Regions from separate parts of the Anas platyrhynchos genome. Here region 1 is linked to region 2. The links are chromatin contacts, called in public Hi-C maps. All regions are on one chromosome and are shown on one strand. Each heading gives the region's core, a stretch centred on a gene start, on an enhancer-like site or on the middle of the called end of the contact. The rest is flanking DNA. Distances are from core to core; before and after follow the strand shown.

The links. Hi-C and Micro-C count contacts between places; a contact is called where the count stands out from the background.
Region 1: a contact with region 2 is called in a Hi-C map of skeletal muscle, with 2.5 times the contacts expected there. The contact joins the promoter of HAS2 here to the enhancer-like site in region 2. A contact is called at or near these places in 2 of 8 Hi-C or Micro-C datasets (skeletal muscle and subcutaneous adipose tissue).

What each region holds. Positions count from the first base shown.
Region 1 is chr2:12,716,906-12,719,697 of IASCAAS_PekinDuck_T2T, reverse strand. HAS2 (hyaluronan synthase 2) reads right to left here and starts at 1,468. Exons shown (of 4, transcript XM_005019040.6): 1 at 861-1,468.
Region 2 is chr2:12,563,850-12,566,553 of IASCAAS_PekinDuck_T2T, reverse strand. No RefSeq gene overlaps it. Among named protein-coding and RNA genes, the nearest start is that of HAS2, 150 kb to the left of the region's middle. Within about 2 kb of position 1,348, at least 2 of the 8 cell types and tissues checked have an H3K27ac peak or open chromatin away from gene starts, as enhancers often do.

The DNA of each region.
Region 1 (2,792 bases), core at 219-2,718, 150 kb before region 2:
GGGGCAGCCTCCGGCGGGGGAACCCCGGCCCCGCGTCGCAGCCAATGGGGGGGGGGCGGCTCCGGGTGCGTCACAAGGGGTGGGCGGGGCGTCGGGGGGGATCCCCCGCTTTGCCACGTGGGGGAGGGAGGGGGCGAGAAGGGGGGCGTGAAGATTGGGGCGGGGGGGGGGGGGGCAAATAGGGGGAGGAGAGGAAATAAAGGAGGGGTCGCGGGCTCCGCTCCGCACCCGCAGATGCCCGCCAGGCGGGGAAGGGGCCGTAATATTGCTCCGGGGCTGCCTCCCCCCGCAGCATCCCGGGGGGGCGACCCCCACCCCAGCCCAGGTTCCCCGCAATTAGGGTTGCGCGGAGGGGTCGGGAGGTCTGGGGGCAGGCTGCAGCCCCCCCTGCTTCCCCCGGGGGCTCCGCGCTGAGACATCTTGATCGCGTTTGTTCCCCCCTCCCTCCGCTCCGGCTCCCAGGCGGGGTTTAGCCCGCCTCCCCCCGGCCTCCCCTCGCTTTCCTGCCTGCCGTCCCATCCCTCCCTCTCCTCTGCAGGCAGGGGAGAAGCCGACCTGGGCTGGGGAACGGCTTCCGAACCTGTTGCTTCATTATTATCATCGTTATTTTCCAAATCGTATCGCTCAGCAATATCTTAAAGGGATTATGCGGAGGGGGGGTCGAAGCTGAAAACCTCATTCATCCCTGCAGCCCTATTCATTGCTGAAATAGGTGTAGCCTAGGCACGGTGAGATCCTTCCCCAGCCCCGCTCCTGTTCTGGGGCTCTGTTCAGCCTTCCTCCCTTGGGGATGGGAGGAGAGGGTCTTCTGCTGCCGAGATGACAGAAATGGGGGCTCGTAAAGCTCGTAAATCACCCACCTTGTTTGTCCTTCTGTCCTTTGGTCATAGAGGAGCTCCAGCCAGCTGTGTGGTCTCACGTACCGTTGCTCCCGCTGAACAGTTTCCAAGTTTGAGGTAAAAAGATCAAATCGCACTTTTCAGGGACTTATTCAGACGCTCAGGAATAAAAAATAATTAAAAAGGAAAATAATAAAAAATAATCATTTAAGGCTATTCAGTCCTGCTCATTTTCTCCCACGTGTTTTCCCTATTACAACGTATTTGTCTTTTTCTGCTTCAGTTTCTAGTTCAAAGTTGTGGGATTTCTTTTTTTTTTTTTCAAATAATAATAATTAAAAAAAAAAAGAAATAATAAATTAGGAGTTAGTTTCTCGTGGTCGAAGCTGAAGATCGTATTTCAAACCCGGCTAGCCAGGAGCCTGGAGAAGTTGCAAGGCAGCGGCAGAAAGTTTGAGATGTAGAGCATCAGATAAAGTCTCTTTGGTGATGCCTTGCTGACCGAGTAACTGTTTCAATGAGGTTTCTCAGCAGCAGCAAACGGGTAATGTTATCCAGACGTCTTTTTCTTTCCTGCTGCTGCTGCTGCTTTTCTGCCTCCTCCACGTTATGGGGTCTTTTTAACAAGTGAGACTTGAGTTGTTTAATAGGCGGAGGATGGGAAGGAGGGAGGGAACTCCTGTAAGGAGGAAAAAAAAAAAAAAAAAAAAAAAAAGCCAACCCTGCCCATTGAAATGATCTCAGCAGCCAAGGACCAATTCAGCGGCTGGAATTCAGCTAGCTAAGTCGCCAATTCTGCAAAGAAACGCAATGCACACACGTTGCCACCACCTGATTTCCTCTTCGTGCCCCCGCAGTTTTGGGGAAGCCCCCCCACCCCCCTCTCCATCTCTGGGCTCGGGGTCTGGGACTTGTCCCTCCCACAGCCACTATTCGGCTGGGACAGCTTCAGCTGCTGCTGGTTTTTATTAATAAGGGAATTGCCTCTATGAATGGATGAACTTTGCAGTTTCCAATTCTGCTTTACCCATTCAGTCTCGGAAGCATTTGCTGGAGTACAACCTGAGGAAGCCCCCCCCCCCCCCCCCCAACTCTGGCATTAACCCCCCGTGCCATTTTTGTTAAAACCAGCCCGGAAACACGTTAGGCGATTCAAGAAGTGGGAAAACGTGTCGTTTTTCTTTTCTTTTCTTGTTTTTTTTCACCAACACTTTTCTCTGGGTGCTCTGTTGCCTGCTCACAGTTAACCGGGGCCGGGCAGGGGCAGCGCAGGCTCCAGCCCACCCGCGGCTGTGCCGGCTTGCACTCATCCGGATGGGCTCCTTCTCTCGTAGCCCTCCCTCAAAACCCTGCAGCCCCCCATTTTCCCTTGAAATGACCGAAAAGAGGCACTAGGTGGCACTGTTGAAGTGAGAGGAGAGGCAGGGCCGTGACAGGAGGCCCGCCGCTCAGCCCCGCCGCCTCCTCAGGGCCCACAAAGGGCGCGGAGGCCGCAATGGGGACGGTCCAGACACCATGGGGAAAGTCAGGGGTGACTCCTCGCCCCGCTTCACTTCCCGGTGTGGGAAAGCTCCTCCTGTCTGCTCCTCGGCGCTGAGGAATAGTAGAATCATAGAATCAGTAAAGTTGGAAATGACCTCCAAGACCCAACCATCCCCCTACCACCCGTGTCGCCCACAATGGTGTAAATCACACAGTCACACAGTCACAGAGTGGCCGAGGTTGGCAGGGACCCCTGGAGATCATCTGGTCCAACCCTCCTGCTGAGCAGGGTCACCTAACACATTTTTCACGATGGCATCCAGGTGGGGTTTGGATATCTCCAGAGAAGGAGACCCCACAACCTCTCTGAGCAAATGGTGTAAAGTTGGCAGCCACCTGCATTGGAGGTTTCCCTGGTACCTTGGTCAGATTTTTGGGTGTGCTCAGCTGTTGAGAGATTTTAAGATGAGC
Region 2 (2,704 bases), core at 99-2,598:
CTCGAAGAAGGTTGGCTTGGCCTTGATACACTGCCCAAGCGAGACTGCTGCTAAAGGTGAAGACAGGGCACACAACACATGGTCTTCCCTGAAAGGGGCTAGAAATTACAAAGCATTACAGAAAAGCTTAACATAGTTATACAGCAAAATCCAGTAAGCCAAATGTTAGTTGAATGGATGCATTCTGGGTTTGTGCCAAAAACCACCTCCGCCCTTCTTCCTCTAAAGATATCCTTCACAGGTGGCTTGAGTGTATTTCTGAGCCTGTGGTGTGGCTGTGGATTCCACACATGGTTTACTGACTGAGTCAATCTTTATGTATTAACACACACAAGTCAGGTAGAAAGTGAGATACATCATTACAATGCCTACGGCCAGCAAGAAACATGAGTCAATGCAGTTATTTATAGCTAAAGCCCAGTACTTTTTGCTGGGATGTAATATCATACTGAAGCAAGGAGATAATAGTGGCAATGTCACAGCAATTTCTGAGTTTGGGCATTTGGTCCTGCAGTTCCTGAACAAGATGTGCAATTGGAAGTTTTGCTGTTGTGTGGTCATGTGAAATATTGGATTGACATTTGTACCTGACTGATGCAGAAGAAAATAACATGGGTCAAGCAATCAGGGCACAAGTTTAATGAGGACCTTGATGTAAGACAGCATGCCAATTTTATCATCTAACAGGTTAACCTGGGAACAAAACACAAACTTTTGCACTTCAAGTCCAAGACTACTTTTCCATTGGCTTTAGTTCTTTCTGTGACTGGTATTATTCAATCATGAGATGATGTACATAAAAAGGACAAAAGTGGTCCAGACTTCTGAAATATAACAGGGGCTCTGCAACTCTGCCTATATTACACACTTCCTTCTGTGTTGCATAGCACTTTGAAAGTTGTCCTACTTTTAAAATACCTGTACTTTTCTTATATATGCAATATTCATCATATTAACTTTCTTTAATCATGCAACATAGCTATAGGAGAACTTATCTATGCAAAGGTATGTAAGGTTTTTGCTAGGTAAAAGATACTTGAAATTCTTTGAAAAATGATTTATTGCTACACAGGGAACATATTTTCAATTTCAGTAACAAAATGTGAAAATTACAAAGAAAAAAATGTTATATCTGAAAACTTCTCTGTGTAAGACAAATTCTAAAAAGCTTGTGCCATGTATCTAGGTTATATATCATCTGGGTATGTATGGATTCTCTGAGGGATGAATGCTGTGAGCCTTCCAATGAGCAATACAAAAGCGATTCTGGTGGTTTGGGATGATTCCTACTTAGTTTGGCCATTTAAGGATAGACACTATGATCTCACAAAAATGATGAGTTTTGTATGACTCTACTGCCTTTCTGTGGTTTTCTGGCAGCACTGAGTGGCTGCGATCAACAGGCAGAGATGAAGCCAGAGAAGTCTTCCAGGAAAGGGAAAAACCCTCTTCTTGATTCATCACTTTTTTATGCCTGCCCGTTAAGTGACAGCATTTCCTCCAGCAGCAAATGATGACTCCTGGATGATCCAGCAGTGTTGGAATTTCATGTGAAAAAGGTTAATTTCATAGTTTAGTGCTTTAGCCAATGGTTGCCTAAGGTAGCAGACGAAATTGCAGACCTGTATATGGTAGAGATAGCATTAAACTGTTCTCCAAACTATTGCAGTCAGTCAGATGCTGTAAGATTTAGCCTAGAATGTTTCACACATTCATGAGCTAATAGTAGTTTGTGCATATAACTTGTGGAGCTGGAGACCCATTCAGAGTTTCTTTTCTTTTCTTCTTGAAATTCCTCTTTAATAGCATGCCAAGGATAAACTGTGCTCAGTCTTTGTTCTCCGTCCACATTTGTGAAAGTGGCTTAACTTATCTACTCTCTAAAACCATGTGGTAAATGATTTAATATCTGCAAAATTATTTGAAAAAAACAGAGCACTGAAACTGCGCTTTTTACTTTTATTTATTTATTCATTTATTTTTCCAAAAGGGCGAGGATTCACCTCACCAACTGTTCAAACAAATGGAAATGACTTCAAAACTCATCTGTTACTTTCTAATAAGGTTTGACAAGGTTCTTCTGAAGCTGAAGAGTTTCCTGCATCAGGTCTCGTAAACCTCAGCCTGAAACAATTCCAGCTTGGAAAGAAAGGTTGGACCCATTATAGGAAGAGTCTGAATCACAGGATATCTCTAGAAGTCTTTCTTTTTTAACTCCCCATGGTGGTTGGTGCTGCATTACACTGTGCAAAATAAGGTTAACGGCCCTGGATTTTGTATAACAGAAGAAGCACTCAAATTTTGAAGTTTAAAAGGGACAATTCATCACCAGCTGTCTGGGAACTGGAGAGGGGAATTTAGCTACCTCTTTTCCCAGACACGTCAGCTACTGCTGTGGAGTGAAGGTCAGTTATGGCCATATGGACCAGGGAAATCCAGTGCGACTGCTACAGGTGCTCCCCCAGCTGGTGGCACAGCCCCTCTTCTCGCAGGAGAGAAATGGGACACAGAATATATTTTAATTCTACATCAAAGTTGAGCTCTTCAACAGATTGAAAACTTCAAGGTGCATTTCTCGCTCCCACAGCAGTGGGAGTCCACTTGGACTCTGAGCATTAGAAACTGGCATTAGGTCTGGTGATTCCAGACCATGAGGTTGAAACTTCAATACCCATCTTTTACAGAACACAGCAGCCACTTGAGC